Regions from separate parts of the Mus musculus genome. Here all the other regions are linked to region 3. A link is a contact called in public HiChIP or PLAC-seq and promoter capture Hi-C data. All regions are on one chromosome and are shown on one strand. The core of a region is the stretch at or near the end of the contact, and the rest is flanking DNA. Distances in the headings are between cores, read along the strand shown. Region 1 overlaps R3hdm2 (R3H domain containing 2). Region 2 holds the start of R3hdm2 (R3H domain containing 2). Region 3 holds the start of Inhbe (inhibin beta-E).

Region 1 (3,411 bases), core at 321-2,820, 56 kb after region 3:
ACATTTGTACATACCAATTGTATAATAGGATTTAACTAATTTCCCATAAGTAGTTGATTGCCTTTTAAACATATTTAAGTACTGAACCAAAGAAAGGTTTTGTATTTGCTAACGTAAGTATCATTTCTGATATTCTTGATTCTTTTGTATAGATCTGATTTGATATTTATTTAGCCTGTACAGGTCTTGTGCTACTGAATTTTCTGTGCTTTTGTGTGTCTGGCAGGTAGTAAGTATGTATGTATTTATGTATTTTTGAGACAGGATCTCTCTGTAGCACTGGCTGCAATGCTAGGAATGGAACCTAGGGCTCTATGTGTGCCCTAGGTTCTTCCCCCAACACCTCATTATCCTGTATTTTTTCTTGTGAAATAAGTATGTATTTATAGGAAGTTGGAAAAAAAAAACAGTATCCCATGAACCTTTAGTTTCTCCCAGTGTACCATTGCATAACTATAGTTCAATATTAAAACCAGGGAATTGACATTGGTAAACTCTCCAGATCTCCAGAGTTCTTTTAGTTTTTCTTTCTGGAACCATGTGCTGTGTGTGTGTGTGTGTGTGTGTGTGTGTTGCACGCGCGTGTGTTGCATGCACAGAATTTGCAGGTGTGTATGTGCTCATGAACCTTCATACTGAGGCTAGAGGAGAATGCTGGGTGTCTTTTTCTGTTGCTCTCCACTTTATTTATTTATTTATTTATTTATTTATTTATTTATTTATTTAAGACATCTCTCATTGAACCCAAAACCCCATATTTTGGCTGGGCTGGCCAGCAGTGCTCCCAGAATCTATTTGTCTGTCTGTCACAATGCTAGATGGAGTTAGAGGCACACATGACTATATCTAACTTTCATGGATGGTAGGTATTCCAAGTCAGGTTTTCTTGCTTGCACAGCAAATATGTCTAATTACTGAACCATATTCTCAGCTCACAAACTTAGAATTTTGTAAACATTAATTCATGTAACAATGACAGTTAGCATGTGTTGAAGCTTTGGGCTTGGTCCTTAGTACCACAAAAAGAAGACAAAGCTTATTAATAATAATGGTTTTATTACCATTACATAATAACCTGAAAGCAAATTATAGGGGTAAGTGACCTACAAGACAGCAACAACAGAAATCCTTGTGAAGCAAGGCATTATCTCCTACTTTTGCAAATTTCCTTAATGACAAATAGCGTGCAAATTTTCTAAATAACAAAAGCAGCAGTCAGCACTTATTTAAGTGTTTCTAACACTGAAGCATTATACCTATTTTTACACCCCACATGATGGTTACTGTTTGTTTTACAGGAAAAGGAAACTGAGGCACTGCATGGTTAAATGACTTGCTTCACAAGAAAATGTTGGCTGTCACTTTAGTTACTTAATGTTTACAAGCAGCACAAGACCTGGGTCACCAATTGTATCCTACTAACCCTGTTTTTAAGGACATTTGCTAAAGTAATAAGGCTTAGGGTAGCTATTTGAAACTTCACTGAGAGTTTTTAAGTTGTATTTGTGTGGGAAGAGGAACACATGTGCCAGGTGCCTGTGGAGATTGGGCAACTTGCTGAAGTCGTCAGCTCTCTCCTGCCACGTGGGCCAGATACTGACCTTGGCTACAAGGCTGGTGAAAAGTGCCCTTACCAGCTGAGCCCTAAAACTGGACTTCTTTTAAAACGACCTTTGAATCTAATGAAAAGAGCTTTATGTGTCTTCTGTCATTGTCACCATTCTGAGCTTCCAGTCAGTTCCCAGTGAAGAAACCAGGCTGAGAAAGCTCCGCCCTGGAGCTGTGACTGAGGAGGTCATTTCCTTCTCCTGCCGAGTTGGAGACCTCTTCTCTTCTTACCAGGGAAATAGACCTCAAGTTTATTTCTGTTGGTGTTCAAGTTGCCTTCTATCTTAACTCTCACTCCTGAACGTAGCTTTCATGTTTGATTTGAGGGAGTGCTAGTAGACTTCAGTAATTGTACACCTTGAAGCATTTTAGACATTTATATCTATTTCTGGTACATTGGAGCTTCTTAGATTTTGTGTCTCTGTTTGTTTGTTTGAGATGGGATCTCATTATGTAACCCTAGCTGGCCTGCAGCATATATGTATCCACTAACGTCCTCTGTGTATGCACTGTGGCATACACCAAAACAAAACAAAAGCCACCGCCACCAACAAAAGCACCAAACCAGAGCTTCAGTACAGTCTGGCTAGTTGTTATCTTGGGAATCGTTGCTGCTGCTTATACATTAGAACATCAGATAGTCATTCCGTATCGCTTCTCTATTCATGACACACCTAACTACATTTACACTGTGTGTATTACATGCATGTGCCTATATGCTGACACTAGAACATCAGCTAGTCACTGCAGCCTTGCACTTTTGTAGCTAATGATTTAGTAATACTTATCTTGGCAAGACCTAATAGCAGTGGATATAGTTGTTTTATTTGTGTGTTTTGAGGCAGAATCCCATGAAGCCTGGTTTGGCTTCACATCCACTCGAGCCCAGCGTTTTGCACTCTTGGGCCTCCTGCTCTTACTTCCCAAGTGCCGGAGTTGTAAGTGTGCATGCTTGGTTTTGTTTTTCTTATTGTGCCTCACGTGATGTTCTTAAGGTTCACCTTAAGCATATTGCTGCTGACAGAATTTCTTTGTTAAGGCTCCGTGGTATTCCACTGCAGCTATGTGCTACCTTTTGCTTATTCATTTCTCCTTGATGGACACTTTGGATTGCTTCCACTTTTTAGGTATCATGAATAATAGTGCTTGCAAATGGATATACAAATACCTGTCATATCCTGTTTTAAGTTATTTTAAATATATTCCCAGAAGTGGAATTAGGGTTAGAACATGGCTTTGAATAGGAAGAATTGGATGATGATGATGATAACAATGATGATGACAGTGGTGAGGATGAGGCGGCAGCTGCTGCTGCTGTTGCTGCTATTAGACTTCCATGGAGTCCGTGAAGGAAGTCCTAAAATGGGATTCATGGACAGCTGTGTTTGGTTTTAGTTTCTTAAAATTGGCCCTACTTTGGTGTCACCTTTCTGCCTGTAAGAGAGGAGCAGAGTGATTGCAGAGCATAGGATAGCATTGCTTTATCATAGATTCGATGTGAACCAGGCATCCTGCAAACACTTTGGAAATTATTTAATCTCATTAACATGCTATGAAGGAGATTTTTGGCATGCTGCTTTATAGCTCAGTACAATGAGGCATGAGGAGTTACTTGAAATCCTAGAACTGGTATGTGATGGTGTTGGGTAGGCGTCATCCTAATGATTTAAGTTCTGAGCCGGCTGAGGCAGTGCAGTGAGTAGATGTGCTTGCTATAAAGCCTGACTACCTGAGGTAGATCCTTGGTGCTCCTGTGATGGAAGGAGAGAATTAAGTCCCACAGGTTCTCCTCTGACCCCCTTT
Region 2 (3,350 bases), core at 135-2,634, 38 kb after region 3:
AACCCACACATTTGTGTGTATGTGTGTGTGTGTGTGTGTGTATCTCAAAACTGCATATTCTGAGATGTACTCAGGCAGTATAGTATCTCAACTAAATTCCTTCATCAGAGGAAGTGAGTTCTAGGTAGTGCTGATGACTTCTTGGGGATGAGCTGTGTAGGGAAGAGGCCTTGTAGTGTTTTCCCATAAGTGGCTTTTGTGGATGGTGTTTTGTCACAGCAACAGAAAATAACCAGTACTTATTTATATGGTGACATATAAGGTAGGCATAAAGTACCGTGTTCCTACTCTTGGTTTTTTGAGACAGAGGCTGTCCTGAAACTCTCCGTATAGACCAGGCTGGCCTCAAACTCCGAGATCTGCCTGTCTCTGCCTCCTAAATGTTGGGGTTAAAGGCGTGCACCATCACCACCACCATCTGACTGTAGATAGCATTTTCTTTTAGGTTTTATTTTAATTTTATGTGTCTGGGTATTTCACCTACTTGTGTGTCTGTGCACCACTTGTGTGCCTGGTCCCTATGGAGACTAGAGAGCATCAGATGCCCTGAAACTAGAGCTAGAGATGGTTGTAAGCTGCCATGTGAGGGCTAGGAATCAAATCTGGGTCCTCTGGATGAGTGGTGGGTTCTCTTAGCACCTGAGCCATCTTTGCAGCATCCCATCTAGACAGTGCTGGTCTTGAACTCCTGATGTTCCTGCCTCAGCTTCCCAAGCACTGGGATTTTGGTTTACTCAGTTCCACACCTGGCTCAGAAAATATCTCAGTTACCACAGTTACTAACCTGTCAGTTGTATGTATTTCTTCCTTTTATATGGTTGGGTGCACTAAGATTACTGAAGAAATAGCTGCCTGGCAACATAAAAGCACAGATATTAAAAGGAATTACATATCTTCCAACTGTTTCTATTGCTTGGTTAAATTTAGAACCATACAGGGCTTTTGTAGAATTAAAATCCCTGGGGATTTTATAGTTAATAGACAGTATTCAGCTTTTCAGAGTTAGGAATAATATATGTAGCTTCAAAATGATTTTTGTACCGTCACTCACACCATTTAATTAAAACACAGAGACCAAAGCTGGGCGTGGTGGTGCACGCCTTTAATCCCAGCACTGGGGGGGGGGGGGGGGGCAGAGGCAGGCGGATTTCTGAGTTTAAGGCCAGCCTGGTCTACAAAGTGAGTTCCAGGACAGCCAGGGCTACACAGAGAAACCCTGTCTCAAAAAACCAAAAACCCAAAAAAAAAAAAAAAAAAAAAAAAAAAAACCACAGAGACCAGTAAAAAGTCAGAACTGTTCTAAGAATTTTAGTTCACTGCCATGTTGCTGAAAGTGGATTAGAGCCTGGATTTGATGTAGTGAAGGATTCTTTTTCTTTCTCAGGTGCATTGCAAGAGGCGACCCTGTCCTTCCTCAGTGTCTCTCAGCAGTAAACCTGATACAGTTCCTAAGATCCCGCCTGGATGGAGGAGCCAGCACCATATCTGTGCTAGAAATCAGGTAAGCATCACACTGGGGCTTACAGGTAACGCTTGTGATGCTTGGATTGTTTTCGGAGTTCATACAGTTTGAGCAGCAAATAACCTGTGTACCTGTACGGACCATCAACATAAGGAAAGGTAGACTTAAGGAGGGGTACTTTGTTTTTTTTTTCTTTTTGTTTTTTTTTTTTTTTAATATTTATTATATGTAAGTACACTGTAGCTGAACTCAGACACCCAGAAGAGGGCATCAGATCTCATTATGGATGGTTGTGAGCCACCATGTGGTTGCTGGGATTTGAACTCAGGACCTTCAGACAAGCAGTCAGTGCTCTTAGCCACTGAGCCATCTTTCCAGCCGAGGAGGGGTACTTTGAGTACATAATTTAGATTAAGTAGAATTTAAAATAGAAAACTATTCTATAGTAAATATCTTTAGTGCATCATTTGGTAGCAGGGAAAGTAATGCTATTATTGCATAGTAAGACATTCTGGGGATGTTTGAAAGTATAAAACTTCATCATAGATTGAGGAGAAAAATTAATGTAAATAGAATGTTCAATAACATGGTAAAAGTAAAAAAAATAAAATAAGGCTACTTTTTGCTCTTTTAAAAGTTGTTATGGGAATGGAGAGATGGTTCAATGGTTCAAGAGCTAGTTGCTCTTCCAGAGGACCCAGGTTCAATTCCCAGTACCCACACTGCAGTTCACAAATGTCTGTAACAGTTCCAGGGAATCCTACATCTTCACACAGACAGACATATATGCATGTAAATTAAAAATAAATAAGTTATTTTTAAAAAAGTTATAGGGTTTGAATGAATATCACAGCAATTAAGATCACTGTCTATTCCTTAAGACCCAGGCTGCTCACAAAGGTCTATAACTCCAGTTCCAGTGGGTCTGACTCCTTCTTGCCCCTGAAGGCAGTAGTGCATGGACAGGGTGCACAGACACACATGTGGCAAACCATGTGTATACATGAAAAGAATAACAATTTTGGAGGAAAGAAACTGAAGTCCAACTAGAAAACAAAACCTATTATGGACAGTAAGAAACTTTTGCTTGAGCTGGGTGTGGTGGTGCACACCTGTCTCGGGAGGCAGAGGCAGGCGGATTTCTGAGTTTGAGGCCAGCCTGGTCTACAGAGTGAGCTCCAGGACAGCCAGGGCTACACAGAGAAACCCTGTCTCGAAAAACCGAAAAAAAAACAAAACAAAACAAAACAAAAACAAAAAAAAAAAAAGGAAACTTTTGCTTATGTGTATTATATTTATCAATATTGAACCCTATTATGGATTAAAACTAAGAAAAAAATTTTAAATATTGATTCATCAAATGTAACATTCTTCTTATATATTGATAATGTCTGTAACTTTGTGTATACATATATGCATAAGAGTGCATGTGCCTGTGCTCACATGTCTGGAAGCCGGAGGTCAACATTGAGTGTTCGATGTCCTATCCTCCTTCCCTCCCTTTCTGTCTGTCTGTCTTTTTTAGGAATTGTATTTACCAGTGCTTGTGTATGTGTACAAACACGTGTAGGAACTTGGGTTGGCCGGCAGAGGGTGGTAGATTCTCTGGAGCTGGAGTGCGTGCTGTTGTGAGGCACCTGATGTGGATGCTAAACAACAGACTTGCATCCTCTGCAAGAACAACAAGCGTCCTTAGTGGGTGAACCACCTCTCCAGCTCCCCTCTACTCACTCTCTCTCTCTCTCTCTCTCTCTCTCTCTCTCTCTCTCTGTTTTTATGTATGAATACACTGTTGCTGTCTTCAGACACATCAGAAGAGGGCATCAGATCCTGTTATAAGATGGCTGTGAGCCACCACGTGGTTGCTGGGATTTGAACTCAGGACCTT
Region 3 (3,223 bases), core at 333-2,832:
GCCACAGGCCTCTACTACCATGTCTGGCACATCGGTCTTGACCACATTGCCATTATGGTCAAGGTAGAGGAGAGAGAGAGGCCTTCGTGCAGTGGGGACACAGCAGGAAGAACCCGCAGGCCAAGGGTTGTTGGCTTTGAGGAGGCTAAAGACGGCAGAATGGAAGGAGGCAGCAATGCCAGGACTGCCAGCCAGGTGGGGCGGGCACTGCCCACTGCAGTAATTCAGCTGGTATCCCTCCGGCTGCAGGATCCAATCCCGCCACCCCAGCTCCTGGAAGTCTACATAGTGGTCTCGCCTACAACATAAGGGGGTCTCAGGCTCACAGGTGGGAGTCCTCCTCCTGGCCCGACCTGCTCCAGGTTCATTAGCTCGGATCTTAAGTTCCAAGAAGGGACGTTGCTGTCCCGCTGTGTCCAAGAGCAGCCGTGGCAGTCCCGCAGCGGTGCTGTTAAGGTCCAGGGGTCTAAATTCCAGTTGGAGTTTCACGACGCCAGAGTCCTCACTCCGCAAGCCGCTAGAGGGCAGAGTCAGGGCGTGCCAGCCAGAGGAAGTGGTTTGGTGCTCAGCTAGGAAGGTGCGGAATCCTCGGCACCTAGTGGTGCCGCAACGGAAGATCCTCAGGTACAGAGTGCCCGGAAAAGAGGGAGGCACATGCAGCCAGAGGCGGGCATGGTACAGGTGGTGGGACCAAAGAGGGGACAGCTGGAAGGTGAGCATGGAGCGGTAGGTTGAAGTGGATTTGTCTGCTCAGACAAAAACAAAAACAAACAAACAAAAAAGCAAATTAAAACATGAACAAAGCTTCTCTCTGACACTCGGCCACCCTACCCAACCATCCCTCATCTCTCATACAGACCTCTGCAAAGGGCCTGGACGGCCTGTGTCCCCAGCTCTTTCTCTTGCCACACCCCACGCCTCCTGCCTCCCCTGCAGGCCTCTCCTTGTGTCTCCTGTCCCCGGTCTCTCTCCCCTCACCCACCTATGATGGTAGCAAAGCTGATGACTTTCTCTCGGTTGCCAGGGACCATGCTCTTGGGCTGCAGTCTCCGGAGGGCTCTGGTCAGTGCTGCCTGGGGCAGAGGCCGAGTTATTCTGGGACGGCTGGTTAGGTGCAGTCCCTCCAGGATTTGCTGCTTGGCTAGCTCCAGGACCAGAGCGCGTTCTCCTTGGGGTGCCAGTGTTGGGCCCCCACAGGACGGGCACGCAGATCTTGTACTCTGCACCCACACCAATGCCCACAGCAGTATTAGCCAGAGCTGGGCTTTTGGAAGCTTCATGCTCCAGGTAGATGGCTCTGCTTTGAGAACCTCGAATGGGTGGCAGTTTTATGAGTCTGATTTCCCAAAGAGGATACAGAAGCAGCAGCAGCAGCAGCAGCAGCAGCAGCAGCAGCAGCAGCAGCAGCAGCAACAGCAAACCAGTGTCACAGCTACCCTTGACAAAGAGCAGACCAAGCTACTTGTCCTCAATAGCCTAGGACTCAGGAAGACTGAGAGTAGATCGCCTGGTGGGGTAGCTATGTGTGACCCTCACAGTTCATGACTAACTACTGGCAGGGCCTCTTTAGAGCCAGTTGCTTGGGATCCCTCACCTAGCGGTCAACCAGCAGACCTACCCTCTGAACCTTAGGATTGGCCAGCTGCGCTGCCCATCAGGCCCCTGCAGGGGGTGGAGGGCTCCCCCGGGACTCGAGTTTCACCATCTGGGTGTGGTGGCTTGAGGTAGGGGTATGGAGGTGCAACGTGGACATGCATGATGCAAGAAAGAGGATGATTTCACACGGTCAGTTCCCAAGGTCTGGGATTCAGGTGAGGGAGTCCATAGGAGCCAGGTGGGGATGGGCGGTGGCTCCTCAGTATGCCCTGACTGACTTCCGAGCTTGAAAACGGAAACCGTTTTATGAGGCTGTTTCAGTGGGTTAGTTCTCGGGGTTTCCATGTCAGAACAATAATTCTAGCGTTCAAGCCGAGTTAGGTTTTAGAAAGGGTGGTTTAAAAAAAAAATGGAGTCCTCTTGATCAGGCCTAGGTGGCAGTGCCACGGGACATAGAAATTACCTTTTGACCCTGCCTGTGCTGGCTGCCCAGAGTCCACCTGGGGGAGGGCCAGAGCAGGGATGAGGACATCTTCTGTGATGTCTGGGGAAACCCGGCCAGGTGGGCTCGTGGTGATGCAATCTTACAGCAGAGCAGAGTCCGGCAGAGCTGGCAGAAGGGCGAGCGCCTTTGAAGCACCTGTGCCTGGTAACTACTGCCTTTAGGGTACTGTAGGAGTTGGCCAAATCTGAGGCAGCCCAGGAGTGGTGCCAGGCTTCTGGTAATGTAGTTGGAAAATGGAAATTTAAGGGACCTAGGGGACAAAGCCGGAAAAGCCGCCTCAGGTCTTGGTCATCCAGGCTTTGTTTTATTTTTGCTTGTTTGTTTGAAAGATTTATTTATTTTATATATGTGAGTACACTGTCACTGTCTTCAATCAGATACACCAGAAGAGGGCATTGGATGCCATTACAGATGGTTGTGAGCCACAACGTGGTTGCTGGGAATTGAACTCAAGTCCCCTGAAAGAGCAGCCAGTGCTCTTAGCCACTGAGCCATCTCTCCAGCCCCCGACTTTGTTTTTTAATGTGTGCGCATGTGTGTGTGTGTGTACGCGCGTGCTCGTGTGTGTGCATGTGTGTGCTTGTGTGCACGTGTGTGTGCTCGTGTGTGTGCATGTGTAAGCTGGAGCACAGCCCTGTGTGCCATCCCTAGGGACGTCATCCACCTACCTCCTTTGAGACAGGACATCCTTGCTGGTCTGGAACTCACTAATTAGACTACACTGGCTGGCCAGTGAGTCCCAGTGTCTGCAACGCTGGGATTGCATTTCTACCTGGGCTCTGGAGACTCTAATGCAGGTCCATGCGCTTGTAAAGCAATAGCTTTATCTACTGAGTTATCTCCCAACATCTGACCTCCCCCAACCCCATTATAGGCTCTCTTTGTGTAGCCCTGGCTGTCCTGGAACTTGCTCTGTAGACCAGGCTGGCCTTGGACTCACAGAGCTCCACCTGCCTCTGCCTCCTGAATGTTGGCATTAAAGATGTATGCCATCAGCACCCAGCTTATTTGGGGTGTGGGGGTGTGGGTTGTTATTTTTTAATTTTTTAATTTGCTTTGGTTTTTGTCTTTTGAGATGAGGTGTTTCTACGATGTCCAGGCTGGCTAGAACTTCTAGTATAA

What was found. Promoter capture Hi-C pulls out the DNA fragments that hold promoters and counts their contacts. HiChIP or PLAC-seq counts read pairs in DNA pulled down with a chosen protein or histone mark.
Region 1: a contact with region 3 is called in a promoter capture Hi-C map of liver. The contact joins the enhancer-like site here to the promoter of Inhbe in region 3. A contact is called at or near these places in 5 of 39 promoter capture datasets (the 3T3-L1 cell line, the HPC-7 cell line, liver and 1 more), 9 of 484 Hi-C or Micro-C datasets (bone marrow-derived macrophages, cortical neurons, lens fibers and 2 more), 6 of 115 datasets of contacts at active chromatin or transcription factors (the 230-238 cell line, bone marrow-derived macrophages, embryonic stem cells and 2 more) and 3 of 9 other capture datasets (adipose tissue, liver and pancreatic islet).
Region 2: an H3K27ac HiChIP or PLAC-seq map of embryonic stem cells shows a contact between it and region 3, with 9 read pairs. The contact joins the promoter of R3hdm2 here to the promoter of Inhbe in region 3. A contact is called at or near these places in 5 of 39 promoter capture datasets (3T3-L1-derived adipocytes, embryonic stem cells, macrophages and 2 more), 35 of 484 Hi-C or Micro-C datasets (CD4 T cells, the G1E-ER4 cell line, the HL-1 cell line and 16 more), 14 of 115 datasets of contacts at active chromatin or transcription factors (the 230-238 cell line, DN3 thymocytes, the HPC-7 cell line and 8 more) and 4 of 9 other capture datasets (adipose tissue, liver, macrophages and 1 more).

What each region holds. Positions count from the first base shown.
Region 1 is chr10:127,405,986-127,409,396 of GRCm38.p6, forward strand. The region is part of intron 2 of R3hdm2 (R3H domain containing 2); the gene reads left to right. Among named protein-coding and RNA genes, the nearest start is that of Gm23819, 3.3 kb to the left of the region's middle. Within about 2 kb of position 1,571, at least 6 of the 459 cell types and tissues checked have an H3K27ac peak or open chromatin away from gene starts, as enhancers often do. A contact at or near this core is called in hepatocytes and liver, where this site is marked.
Region 2 is chr10:127,388,927-127,392,276 of GRCm38.p6, forward strand. R3hdm2 (R3H domain containing 2) reads left to right here and starts at 1,385. Exons shown (of 26, transcript NM_001168292.1): 1 at 1,385-1,501.
Region 3 is chr10:127,350,266-127,353,488 of GRCm38.p6, forward strand. Inhbe (inhibin beta-E) reads right to left here and starts at 1,583. Exons shown (of 2, transcript NM_008382.3): 1 at 983-1,583; 2 at 1-746. The coding sequence starts at 1,280.